Linked DNA regions of Oryctolagus cuniculus: region 2 is linked to region 1. A link is a contact called in public Hi-C data. All regions are on one chromosome and are shown on one strand. The core of a region is the stretch at or near the end of the contact, and the rest is flanking DNA. Distances in the headings are between cores, read along the strand shown.

Region 1 (6,635 bases), core at 3,330-5,829:
AGGCGGAAGACTCAAAGCTTGGATTTGGGATTGTGATGCCCAAAGCCAGCTGTCCCCCTGTGAGCCATCGGTCACACCTGGCTAGGACCTTTCCCCAGATTAAAATGACACTTCTCCAGAGCTGCTGAGACCCCTGGTCCACACGCCAGCCTGATGCCCTTCTCAGGGTTGAGGGTCTGACCAGGACACCGTGCATGGGTGGACATTTCCTGAGGGTTTTGCTTGCTCTTTCAACCAGGACCAAGCAGGGCCTCCAGAGTTCCTGTTCCTCTGCCCAAAACAGGTTGGAAGAAACATGAGCCAAGAGATTAAACGAGCCCTGGTGGGAGCAGGTGTGCAGGTAAGGGTACCGCAGACACAGGCTCAGTCCAGGCATTGACAAGGCAGTGAGAACGTTCCAGGGAGGCTAAAGGCGCTGACCTTCCGCGTGGCAGGGGGCTGTAGAGGACTGGTGATGCAAAGCAGGCTATAGCCTGCCACGGGCACATTCAGTCCCGTCGGCCCGCCGCAGCCCTGCCAGAGCCGGCAAACAAACACGCACATTCTTCTGGAACTGCCACCCCGTACACCGCGGCCTCCCGGCAGCGCCTGTTTATCTAAGGAACCAGTTGCTCTGAGGTTGGGCTGGGAGTCGGGAAGTTATGTGGACAGAAGCAGTTGGTGACAGGAGCGCAGGGAGGAGAGAAAACGGGCAACAGTTCTCAGCTCTGTTAATTGGAAGTTGCCAACGTTTTGAGGAAATTGTCAGAGGGTTTGTACACAGGAAGGAGAAGTAAGGAAATTATGTCAGCCACCACCAAAACTCTGGCCAAGCGCTGCATCTGGGTCTTTAAAGAGTTTCATGGCTGCCCTCAAAGGGGTGCCTACAGGAGAAATGTGTTCAGGCAACTCAACTTAGCAACCAACGTCAATAAAATCTCCCAGGCCTGCTCAGGATCTGTCATGTACACAGGGATACATGTTATGGACACTCTACGCACCCGGAGGAAAGAATCATTAAAAGTGCCACACAAGGGCCTATGCTTTGGTGTAGCAGGTAAAGCCACCGCCTGCAGTGCTGGCATCCCATATGGGCACCAGTTCAAGACCTGGCCACTCCACTTCCCATCCAGCTCTCTGCAATGGCCTGGGAAAGCAGAAGAAGATGGCCCAAGTCCTTGGGAGACTTGGAAGAAGCTCCTGGCTCCTGGCTTCGGATTGGTGCAGCTCTGGCCATTGCGGCCATCTGAGGAGTGATCCAGAGATGGAAGACCTCTCTCCCTCTGCCTTTCAAGTAAATAAATAAATCTTAAAAAAAAAAAAAAAAAAAAAAAAGGTGCAGCACAAGAATTGTTTGGGGTCGAGGACAACAAGACCATCCACTTGTGTAAGAAATGCGTGCTTACAAATCACTCCTAATAAGAAACAAAAGCTAACTTCTTACTGGGTCCTAATGAAACAGTAGACACTGTTCTGCTGAGTTAAGACGTAACCCAGTTTAGATGCACAGTCACTTAACTCCCACAACCACCCTATGAGGGAATAAGCACTCTTGTTTTCTCCATTTTAGGGATGAGGAACAGAGACAGAGAGGACTTAAGTAACTGATCCCAGATCACACAGCTATGAAGTGACACAGTCTGGATTCCAGTGCAGGCTGGCCTCAAAGCCTGCCTGCCCCCTGGGGCTACGTTGCCCTTCCGTGGCATGTCCAGCCCTCAGAGCCAACCTTGGAAGCAGAATTTTGGTAAAGTGTGGCTGTCTTTCTCCTTTGTTTTCTTGTTGCTCCTTCTGCTTTCCATTCTCAGTAACAGCCAACGTTTTTAATTTTCACTTTCTTTCCCATGAGTCTAAGTTATTTATAATACTGCCACTAGAAGGAAAACATGTCCCTCTCCTCCCTCTAAATGCCAAAATAGAGCAGATAAGCATGGCTTCTATGTGAAAACTATATAGCGTCCCCAATAAATGCAACACATTTGAAGTAATTTAAACACACAGATTGAAAAGAGAGGACAATGAAGGGAAACCTCCTGGAGAGAAACAGGGGGTTTTGGGCAAAGAGGGCAATGAATGAAGAAGCCTGAATTGGAGGCTATCAGGGCGCAGGTCCCCTAAAACCATAAACCACAGCCCTATCACGCTTTGGCTTGGCTCAGCTGTCTTGAGATTAGTTAAATGCCGCTATCTTCTCACAAGTCATAGAAACAGGCCCAGGAGATATGCCGAAACCTTCAGCAAACCATCCTCCCTTCCTCCCTTGGCACCCCCAGCTTCTGGCACAGAGGTGGGCGTCTGGAGAGCACTCACAATCAGTGATTATATGAATTATGCCGCTTGCAAAGAACAGCAGTCAGGTATAAGAAATTAACGGAGAACCAAGAACTCTTGATTTTTTCTTAGGGATTCAATCTCGTTACAAAACACAAGAAAAATCAGACTAAGTGTCTTTCCCTTCCCCAGCTGTGCCAAAGCACTTACCACCTTAGACCAAAAAGAAAGAAAAAAAAAAAAGACAAAAAGTTGTTCTGTCATGTGGACACTTTTATTTCAAACTGTTTACTTATTTCAAACTGTTTACCAGGGGCCAGAAAATACCCGACCTCTTCAGCACGGCTCAGGATGATTCACTGGGACTTCTTTAATACACCGGACTGAAAAGCAGAACCAACTCCTCCCGAACACCCCCTGGTTGAGGAAGTGAGCCCCTCCGGAGCGGAGTGACACTGCTCAACCATTTCTATGGTAAAGGCTGTTGATGAAGGCTCTTCCAGATAAACAAGCCGCTAAAAGGCTGTGATCTTTGGAGAAAAGACCCTGGGTGAGCAAAGAATGCAGAAAGGCTTATTTTAAATAAGGTTACTGAAAGAAGACTGACTTCCAAAAAAAAAAAAAGCAACTCACTGGCAACAGTAACTGAATAAAATGAAAAGAAGGGGATGTCTTCACTCATGGACTGTCAATGAATGAGCAGTGTCAGATCTGCTCCAGAGCGGATCTGGCCTCAGAAGGGCCTGGGCCAGCTCTCTCCACATCCTGTTTTGGAATGTACATTTACAAACAATATATCAACTCAAACTAACCAGGGAGAATCTGGTTAAGAAATAAATACATGAGCAGCAGCAAGCCCCAGGTAGGCCAACCAGGGAGAGAAGATGATTCTGGCTATGAAGTAAGAATGTTGTATGCAGCTGGCCCAAGGAAGGGGGCAGGTCTGGACAGAAATTAAAAACCGGAAGCTGTGGAAACGCAGTCTACTCAACCACCTTGTGCTCATCAAACAGGAGGGCCTCTCCGTGCCATCCCACCCCGGCTGCGCTCATCGCCCCCCACCCCGTCTGCACCGCCGGGCTATCTTTAGCCAGTTGAGCACAGTCATCCTGATCCTGGCATACTGGTGTCCCCAGAGCTGAGAACTGTGTCACCGGCGCTCAGCACGGTCCAGGGGAGACCGAGGGCGGCTGACCCGGGAAAGGAATGGGGTTACACAAGAACAGGTGCAGCCACAGGGCGAGTGATGGGTTCCTCACTGTTCCCACGTGCCATTCTCTGTGGACGAGGGAAAGACCAGAGGAAGAACACACGTGTGGGCAGCAACAACTAAATGGTTAACTTCGGAGCCCAACTCCCACCGAAGGCCAGGACGGAGCTACAAAGGTGGAGCTGCCGGTCCCCCACGGACAGAGCCTTTCGATCTCAGTAACTGGCTCCAAGCGTAGCATCCGCAATGTGTTTTCTGAACTGCTGGCGATCTGGCCTCTACAGGAGGCAGACAGCGCGGTCGGCGTTCCAGTACCACGGGACGAGGCCAGCTAGCGCGGGGCAGGAGACACGGCCCAGACGCTGCGTCCTAATGACCGCTCCTTGAACTATCAGAACACGCCTCGAGTCCCCCAAGCCTCGCCGGGGCCTCCACACACCGCCTCGCCGGCCTGCGCTTGCCCAGCCCCGAGGCCGCGCCTCGGCTTCCGCCCGGCCCAGCGCCTCCGCCAGGCGCCGCCGAGCCGGCGGCCGCGATCCTGGCTGCTCGTCCCTGACACACACACACACATACACACACACGGGAAGACGCCGCCGCCCCGGCAGGCTTTGACAACTCACAGAACGCCGTGAGAACCCGAGCCCGCCGCGGCTGTGACGAAACACACAGCCCCGCGGCCCGGGCCGGCTCCTCCCGCCGCGGGCTCGGGCGGCGGCCAGGGGTCGGTCCGCGCTCACCTGGTGCGTGTTGTTGACCAGCTTGGAGACGAAGTCTGGGACCCCGCCGCAGTCCCCGTCTTCGCCCGGAGCGCTGCGGCGCCAACGGCCGCCGCGGGCCAACGGGCCCCCGGCCGCGGCCGCGCGCAGCCCCCAGCTCACACCGAGCGGGCCGGCCCAGCGCGGCAGCGACGCGGCGGGCGGCGGCGGCGCGTCCAGCCGGTCCTGGCCGAGGGTCGCGGGCGGCAGCAGCTGCAGGAGGAGGAGGAGGAGGCCGAGGCCGAGGCCGCGGGGCTGGCGCGAGAGGCCGCCCGCAGCTGCCCGGGGCCGCTCCATCGCCGCCGAGTGCCGACGCCGCTGACACCTGCCGCCCGGCGCGCCCGCCCACCCCCGCCGGCGCCGCGCCACACCCCCGAGCGCGGCGGGGCGCTCCTTGGATACGCGCGGCCCGGCCTCCGCGCCCGCAGGGACGGCCCGCCTGTCCTTCTTCCCCGGCCCACTCCTCATTGGCTCGCGTTGCCTCCGGCTTCGGGGGTCTGGGATTCGGATGCCAACCTGCGGGGCTGATTGGCTGGAACGTGGCGGGGACGGCTGAGGTCACCCCCTCGCCCTGCGGCTCCGGGGCCGGCCTTCCAGAGTTCCTCCAACCTGCCCTCGAAGCCCCTCGCGCCGTGGCGCCCTCGACCCCTCGCAGCTCCTCAGGCGCCTTCACGCTGGAACTTGGGCTACGACGCTCCCGCCCCGAGACTCCCCGAAAGCCCCTCCGGTTGAGTGGCGCCTGGCGATCTTTACCAGCTCCCTGCGCTCCCTCGACTGGGAAGGGGGGCTTCGCCTGGAACCGGTGCTGCAGGTTTTAGCCTCTGCTCGCCCGAGCGCCCATTGTCTGCGCAGGCAGCCGCCCTGAGGCCCGGGAGATGAACGCGCACTGGTGTGGGCCCAGTGCTGCGGAGGCAGATAGACTCCAGGGCTTCCGCCAGTCCTGCGAGCCGGGAGAGGCGGCTTCCTGCACATTCGGCCTGCCTGGCCAGTCTCTTCTATGGGGAGGCAGGCCGAACGAGGAATCGCTATGGCTTTTCCTGGATTCTGGGTATAGCTCCAGGTTTTACGGGCAAGTAAAAGGGGCCAGGAGAACTGCCCGATGCCTGCTTTATACACACATGAGCACTGCACAGATGCATATCAGGGCTTCGTCAGTTCTACCTGGCAGTGACCGCATTGCTCAAGTTTGGTTCCAGTACACGATGTCCCCAAATCAGCACCCCGCCTCCAAGAAATAAAACCCCCACACCGTTCCCTTTACCGAAGATGCTGCGCACAAGACTTCTGGAACAGGCAGTACAGGTAAAGCCAGTTCTGAATCCTTTAATTCTGACTCCATCCCTTCCAAATGCTAGACACTGGTCCACAGACAAGGTGGCAAGCAGAAAGATACAAACTATGGCACTCAGATAAACTGACAAAATGACTTCACCGTAATCTGGCGGAAACTCAGAGGAGGGTATGTTTGCTATGGAGCAAAATGGTGCAGTGCACCCAACCCAGTATTTGCATCAAAGGACTCTCTGGTCATGTTAACTTGTACAAAGATTCACAACCGTCCATCCCTCCCCGCCACACACACACACACACACAACGCCGGTGTGGCAGAAGTGAAGAATGTTTCTGAATGCCACCAGGGCAGTCCTCCAAGTTTTGTTACTGGACTGACAAGGAAAGCTTGTGCTGGTGAATACTTTGTTCCTTTCCGTAACTACTATGTGTCAGACTATTTTTTAAAATACAAATTATTTAAACGATGCCAACTGAGGAGTGGATCACACGACAGTCAGTTCCAGAAGCATGTGATTAGTTGGGGGGAGAGGAGGGCCTATAAAGGAGTATTTCTTTGTTTGGGTGACACAAAGATGAATAGTCTATTGTCTTACTATAAGAAGAGGAAAAACCCAGCTCAACAGTGCCATCTTTCGGGAGAATGAACAAATACACCTTTTAACTATGTTGCAATTATCATTTACCTTTAATTTTCTTTTTAATTTATTTTTAAGGAATACAAATTTCATAAGTACTTTAGGAATATAGTTATTCTTCCCACCATACCTGCCCTCCCACTCCCCCTTCTCCTCCCTCTCCTCTTCCCAGTCCCATTCTCCATTAAGATTCATTTTCAATTAACTATACACAGAAGCCTAACTCTATACTAAGAGTTTAACAATTTGCGCGCGCATGCGAACACACACACACACAAAATGAGAACTAGTTTTACTGTTAACTCTCATAATACAACTCTTGAAGAGAGGTCCTGCATGGGGAGTTAATGCACAGTGACTCCTGTTGTTAATTTAACAATTAACACTCTTTTATGTATGACATCAGTGACCATCTGAGGCTTTTTTTTTTTTAAGATTTATTTTGTTTATTTTAAAGACAGAGTTACAGAGAGGGGGTAGAGACAGAGAGAG
Region 2 (5,886 bases), core at 3,302-5,801, 37 kb before region 1:
GGCCATAGCAGAGAGCTGGATTGCAAGTGGAGCAGCTGGGACTTGAACTAGCACCCAAATGGGATTCCAGGGCTTCAGACTATGGCTTAACACGCCACGCCATGCCTCAGGGCCAGCACCTACATTTAGATCTTGAGAAGAGCAAAAAATCAGTAGCTGTCTGACTCTGGATACATGATGCTAACCTTAATATTAATTAAATTTAAGTATCTCACGATGCACTCCCAGTTAGTTGCCTACTAATGTAATCTGCAGTGGTCTCCACTGGGAGAAAGGGGACACACAGTGGTACAACTTTTGGTAGCAGCCTCAACAAATGAAGACTAACACAACTGCCTAATGTGGGAGATACAAGGATCTGAGAACATCTTGTCCAATTCCCTCATTTCGCAGATGAGCAATTGCAAGGGGAGGTCATTTATCAAAAGTCAAATAGTTAATTAAGGGCATAACTGAAACTAGTATCCAGTTCTCTTAATTCTCAATCCCAGACTAGAGACAACATCCTATTGTTTATAAGGATTTCCCCCACTATAATCTGAGGTCTTCCTTTATCTTGCCAGGGCTGTGTCCTGCCAGTAGAGATTGGCTAAGAGGAAGCTAGGCACAGACAGAAGGAAGTACCCATGTCTGTACATACGGGTCCTTGACAGTATGCTAAAGCAAGGGACAGATCCTTAAGTTATCCAGATGTCTCTTCCCCTCCCCTAGCAAACACAGGCAGAAAATTCTTAGATAAACAACATAGATTAGGCACCACCCAACAGATTTCCTATCTTATCCTTTCCTTGGCTTTGGAGTACAAGACCAGTTCTTATCTCCCTGACAGCTGGCGAGATAATGTGCGCAAATGATCCCTAGCTCTGCAGTGTACACGGCACCAACAGCCCAGCCAGCCTTCCAGAGGGGTGACAGCAGTTTCATTATCACCAGTTTACAAATCTCCCCTCCTCTGCGAGATCCCCAGGGGACCTCTACAAACCTGTTGGCAAGCCTGCTCGCTTTTTAAGAACTTGGCACAACAAACATATCCCTGCCCTTCAGAAAAAGCAACATGAGTGGAACAAATAATCACCCACTATGGCATTCTGGTGCTTTAGGCAGTTAAGCAAATGCAGAAAATGCACAAGTAACATTCTGCTGGGATTTAAGTAGGGTTCTGCCATTGCCACTTTGAGCTCAGGGATATAATTAAACATAACACTTGATTTAAATGTAGCTGCATTTGCTATCAGCATACAACACACATCATGAAGAGGGAATCCATGAAATACTCTGAACAAATCTATAGCAGTCAAATGATAAAATGACAAAACCTTGTAAAACCATCTGCTTTAAAAACACACCTTAAAATTTTTTTGAGAGGCAGAGAGAGAGAGAGAGAGAGAGAGAAAATGCTTCCACTTACTACTTCATTCCCCAAAGGCCACAGATAGCCAGGACTGGGCTGGACTGAAGGTGAGAGCAGGGAACTCAATCCAGGTCTCCCACATAGGTAGTAAGAGCTCAGGTACTTGAGCCATCATTGCTGCCTCCCAAGGTCTGCATTAGTGGGAAGCTGGAGTCAGGAATTGGAGCCAGGTATTAATTCTAGATAGACAGGGGATGTGGGTATCTCAGTCACTAGGTTAAACGCCCACCCCAGAAATAATCTATGTATGCATCAACCTTAATATCTACCATTTCTGGTTAACAACAAAAATAAATGGGGGCCAGTACTGTGGCATATCAGGTAAAGCTGCCACCTGCAGTGCTGGCATCCCATATGGGCACTGGTTCAAGTCCTTGGGCCTCTGCACACGTGTGGGAGACCCAGAAGCTCCTGGCTCTTGACTCCAAATCGGCGCAGCTCTGGCCATTATGGCCATCTGGGGAGTGAACCAGCGGATGGAAGACCTCTCTCTCTCTCTCTAACTCTACCTTTTAAATAAATAAATCTTTAAAAAAGTGATAATTTCTCCATGTATCCATGGTATAGGATAATATGAACGTTTTAACTCAAGAACATAATCCTAGAATACAAATGTATCTGGATTAGAGATTTCTTCAGTCCATTCAGGTTGCTTTAACAGAGTGCCACAGCCTGGCTGGCTTATGAACAGCAGACATTTATTTCTCCCAGCTCTGGAGGCTGTGAGGTCCGGAACTGAGGCGCGGGCAGATCTGGTATCTGGTGAGGGCCCATTTCCTGGCCCACAGCCAGCCATCTTGTCCTCGAGACCTCACACCGCGGTGGGCGGAGGCAGTTCTTCAGTTTCTCTAAGAGTTCTCATCAGCCACCAGAAGCCCCAACTACGAGCAGCTGCACAGGAAGTTTCAGGGAACACAAACATCCAATCTGTCACATTCTGACCCTGGCCCCCCAAATTCATGTCCTTTTCATATGCAGAATACTTTCTTATATCCTAACAGCCCCGAAGTCCTAACTCGTTCCAGCATCACCTCGAAGATCTACTATCCACAGCATCACCTACATATCCTTTAAATTAGACACGGGTGAGACACAGGTGTGAGGCATCCTGAGGCAAACTGCTCTCCAGCTGCGAATCTGTGCTCAAACAACACTGCAGCATGGGCTTGGATGGCCATTTGCATACCAAAAGGGAAAAATGGAAAAGAGGAACGCGGATCCCAAGAAAGTCCAAACTCCAGGGCAAACACCAAGAGATAATAAGGACAAGGAAATAATTCTCTCTAGCCCAGTGCCCTCCCTCCAGACCCATTGGAGTGGTCCTGCCCCTGCAGCTCAGGTTGGGCCCCTGAGACTCCCAGTGGCCCTGCACCTACATGGTGAAAGGAAGCCCATGGAGAGCAAGGTGATGGTGCCTTCTTTTGAAACTGAGGCAGCAACCTTGATCTCTGAATTGCCTCTGGGGTCAAGAGTTGTCATGCTATTGGCCTGGAGTTCAACGTGAAGGACTCCAGGATCCATAGTAAGGAAGGTGTATTTAAGAAGCAGCACAGTGAGCAGTTGATAAAAATGAATGCTGTGACCAGAGCTTTGCAGAAACCTAACCTTGTATTTCCCCTAGGAGCAATGACTCAGCATTTACTACTTCAGTGTTCATTGGGACTTTATAGAACAGTAGCTATTGTGAATAACGAGAAGCAAGTATGTTGAGATGAATAGGGAGGATGTAGTTAAAATGTGCCAGTGATTAACAGACCTGAAAGACAGTTGCCAGGTAAAGTTGGCAAAATTTGAATTCACACTAAACTTAACATCCAAAACCTGTCTATTCCCCACCCCATTCCCCGCCCCACCATCTGATGCTACTTTGTATGTTTTTATTTTAATGGTTTATTGTGTTTTATCATTATTGGAAAAAAGATACATGCTTTCTGGAGAAATTTTGAAAATACAAGTGGGAGAATATGAAGAATATTATAAATAAGATCACAAGACATTTTCTCAGTAAGAATTTGAGTGTGTGTCTGGGCCCTTCTTCTGCTTTGATCAACAGGACAACTCTTGAGTGTGTAAAACTGAACTTATAAAAATACGATACCATCATACATTCTGAGAGGCTGTTTCTTGAAAGAAAAGCCAGGAGGATACATGTTGTAAGTGGGATCCGTGCTGGTCTTACAACGGAAAGACGCAGCCGTTGTTAATAATCTACCGTGGGGACGGGGAAAACTCAGCTGGGCGTGTATCACTCAGAGGCTGGCCCTGGCACGCAAGGTGCCCTGAGAAGCTGGTTACTGCCCCGCGGCACTCTGCCTGCTGTACACTGCATGTTACCCTCTAACTCTGAGATATCCTAAAAAGCTTACACTAAGGAGTAAATCTTAACATGTAGCCTCTTAAGAGGCTTCCTTATTAATTTCCAGAACGTGAGCAGCTCCTGGTAGGCAGTGAAAACCGAGCAGTTCTGTGGCAATCAGGTACAGAATTTTGGTGCTCACATTTGCTTCACTAAGTAGATCTTGCAATAAAAATAGATTCAAAAGGCCATGGAACAGACAGATGCAAAATATCTTTTAGTTGCCAAAACTCAAATTATCATCTTAATTATAGATGGCTCACTTCTTTTTTTAACTTCATACTTGCAAGTGAGAGATGAATCTACTTTACAATCTGTTACACAAGCTAATATTTCTTAGTAGAAAATAAAAATGTATCATCTGATCAAGCATGATTTCTTTAAGCCGAAGCTATTACCATATCCTCTCAATTGTATCTGATGTTAATGTTTATTATCTCTCAAATCCTTTGACATTTCTTCCTCACACCCTAAAGACACAAGTTCACCCTCCAACTTGGTACTGCTGCCACAGCGCTTCCAGCAGGGGCATGTGGTTGGCTGTCTTTTATTTGAATCCCACATGAACCTTGGACCGTGTAAGAATTAGCAAAGATAATCCAATAAATAGTCACTAACAGTCTGACAAACGGAAGACTCTTCAGGGTGGCTTCCGGGGACTTTTGTTGGGCAACTGCGGGCATGCGCGGGAGCCACTTCGCTCCAATGGCGCCCTCCCTTTCCCCGCGTCTGAGGCAACAGGTGCCTCCCGGGTCGCAGCAGGTCGGGTCAGCCCAGGGGCGTCAGGCAACAGGCATGTTTACAGTGTAAACTCTGAGGTGGGGTGAGAGCCAGTCTTCACAGCAGGGAGGACGTAAGTAATAGTCAAAGTGGCAGTTTAAAACAACAACAACAACTGCTCTGCAACCTGAGGGAAAAGAGCCTTGGCGATGTCACAACATCACACTGTGTTAGAAAGAAGCGGGCTGCTCTGTGGGGAGGTGTGGGAGGAAAGACGGGCCTTGCACAGGGCGCAGAGTCAGCACTGCCGATCCTGGTTCCTCTTAAAGCAAGCACATTATGAAAAAGCCAAAGACGGGGTCGGGGGTGGCAGGAGCCACGCAAACACTTTCATAACCCATGGGTCCGACTCAGAAACCTGTTAGGCCCAATTTCAGCCATGCAATTAAAGAATGCAGAGAATAAAAAGTGAATTGAGAAAATCAAGTACTAAACTGGTTGAAGTATTACGTATAAAAGATCACTCAACCTGGAGGAGGATGAGTTTAGCAACAGGCAGAGATCAACTGGAAAGGATGTTTTCATTTGCTGCTGCAAGTGACCTGGAAATAAACATTCCTGATGGCACAGAGACGTCTGGGATCTACCACAACAGCATCAGCTGCAGCCGGACGTTAGTGGCAGAGGGGGTGGGCACCAGCACTGAGCAGTCGGCAGGGGGGCAGGCCGGCCCGCTGGGGATTGCATGGCTCGCGAGCTGTCAGGGCCAGCCGGTCACTTTTCACCAACTGGCTTTGAAAGGGTTTCGATTCGTTTCCACGACCGGCCCAGCAGTGCTGGTGCGGCTGCATGCCATGCGGGGCTGCTGGCCTGGTCCAGCCAACAGCACTTGCCCCAACTCCCTGCCCGGCACTGCGGAGTGCACCTCACACCGGCTCTGGGTGGGCATCATTACTGTCCTCCCTTTACACACGAGGGCGGGTCAGTGAATCGCCCGAGTCCACTTTGCATGCTGAGATGTACTCCCAGGACCGCCAGGCAGCAAAACCTGGCAGCTTTCTCCTCTTCTGTGTCCCTTCCAAAGGCTACACAGCGGTGTGATATAAGATTAAAAAGGAAAATCAAGATAATAAACTGTAAATAACTTGGCTCTTGGGTGAAATTTTTCTTCCTTTTAAAATTCCCGAGTTTCAAAAGGAGAGATAGGTTGGTAGGGAAAATCATATGAGGAGACAGTTCCTAACCCCAAGGATTCTCAAATACTGGAAAGAGGAACTAAACATTTTTAAAAGTGTATTTGTGGGGGCCGGTGCTGTGGTGTAGCAGGTAAAGCCGCTGCTTACAGTTCCGGCATCCTATATGGCTACCAGTTCTAGTCTTGGCTGCTCCACTTCTGATC

The links. A called contact is a pair of places that touch in the nucleus more often than the background predicts.
Region 2: a contact with region 1 is called in a Hi-C map of an unstated tissue, with 1.5 times the contacts expected there. The contact joins the enhancer-like site here to the promoter of SORT1 in region 1. A contact is called at or near these places in 2 of 6 Hi-C or Micro-C datasets (psoas muscle and an unstated tissue).

What each region holds. Positions count from the first base shown.
Region 1 is chr7:61,039,181-61,045,815 of mOryCun1.1, reverse strand. SORT1 (sortilin 1) reads right to left here and starts at 4,579. Exons shown (of 22, transcript XM_051856187.2): 1 at 4,198-4,579. The coding sequence starts at 4,512.
Region 2 is chr7:61,076,501-61,082,386 of mOryCun1.1, reverse strand. The region is part of intron 3 of SORT1 (sortilin 1); the gene reads right to left. Among named protein-coding and RNA genes, the nearest start is that of SORT1, 38 kb to the right of the region's middle. Within about 2 kb of position 4,551, at least 1 of the 8 cell types and tissues checked has an H3K27ac peak or open chromatin away from gene starts, as enhancers often do.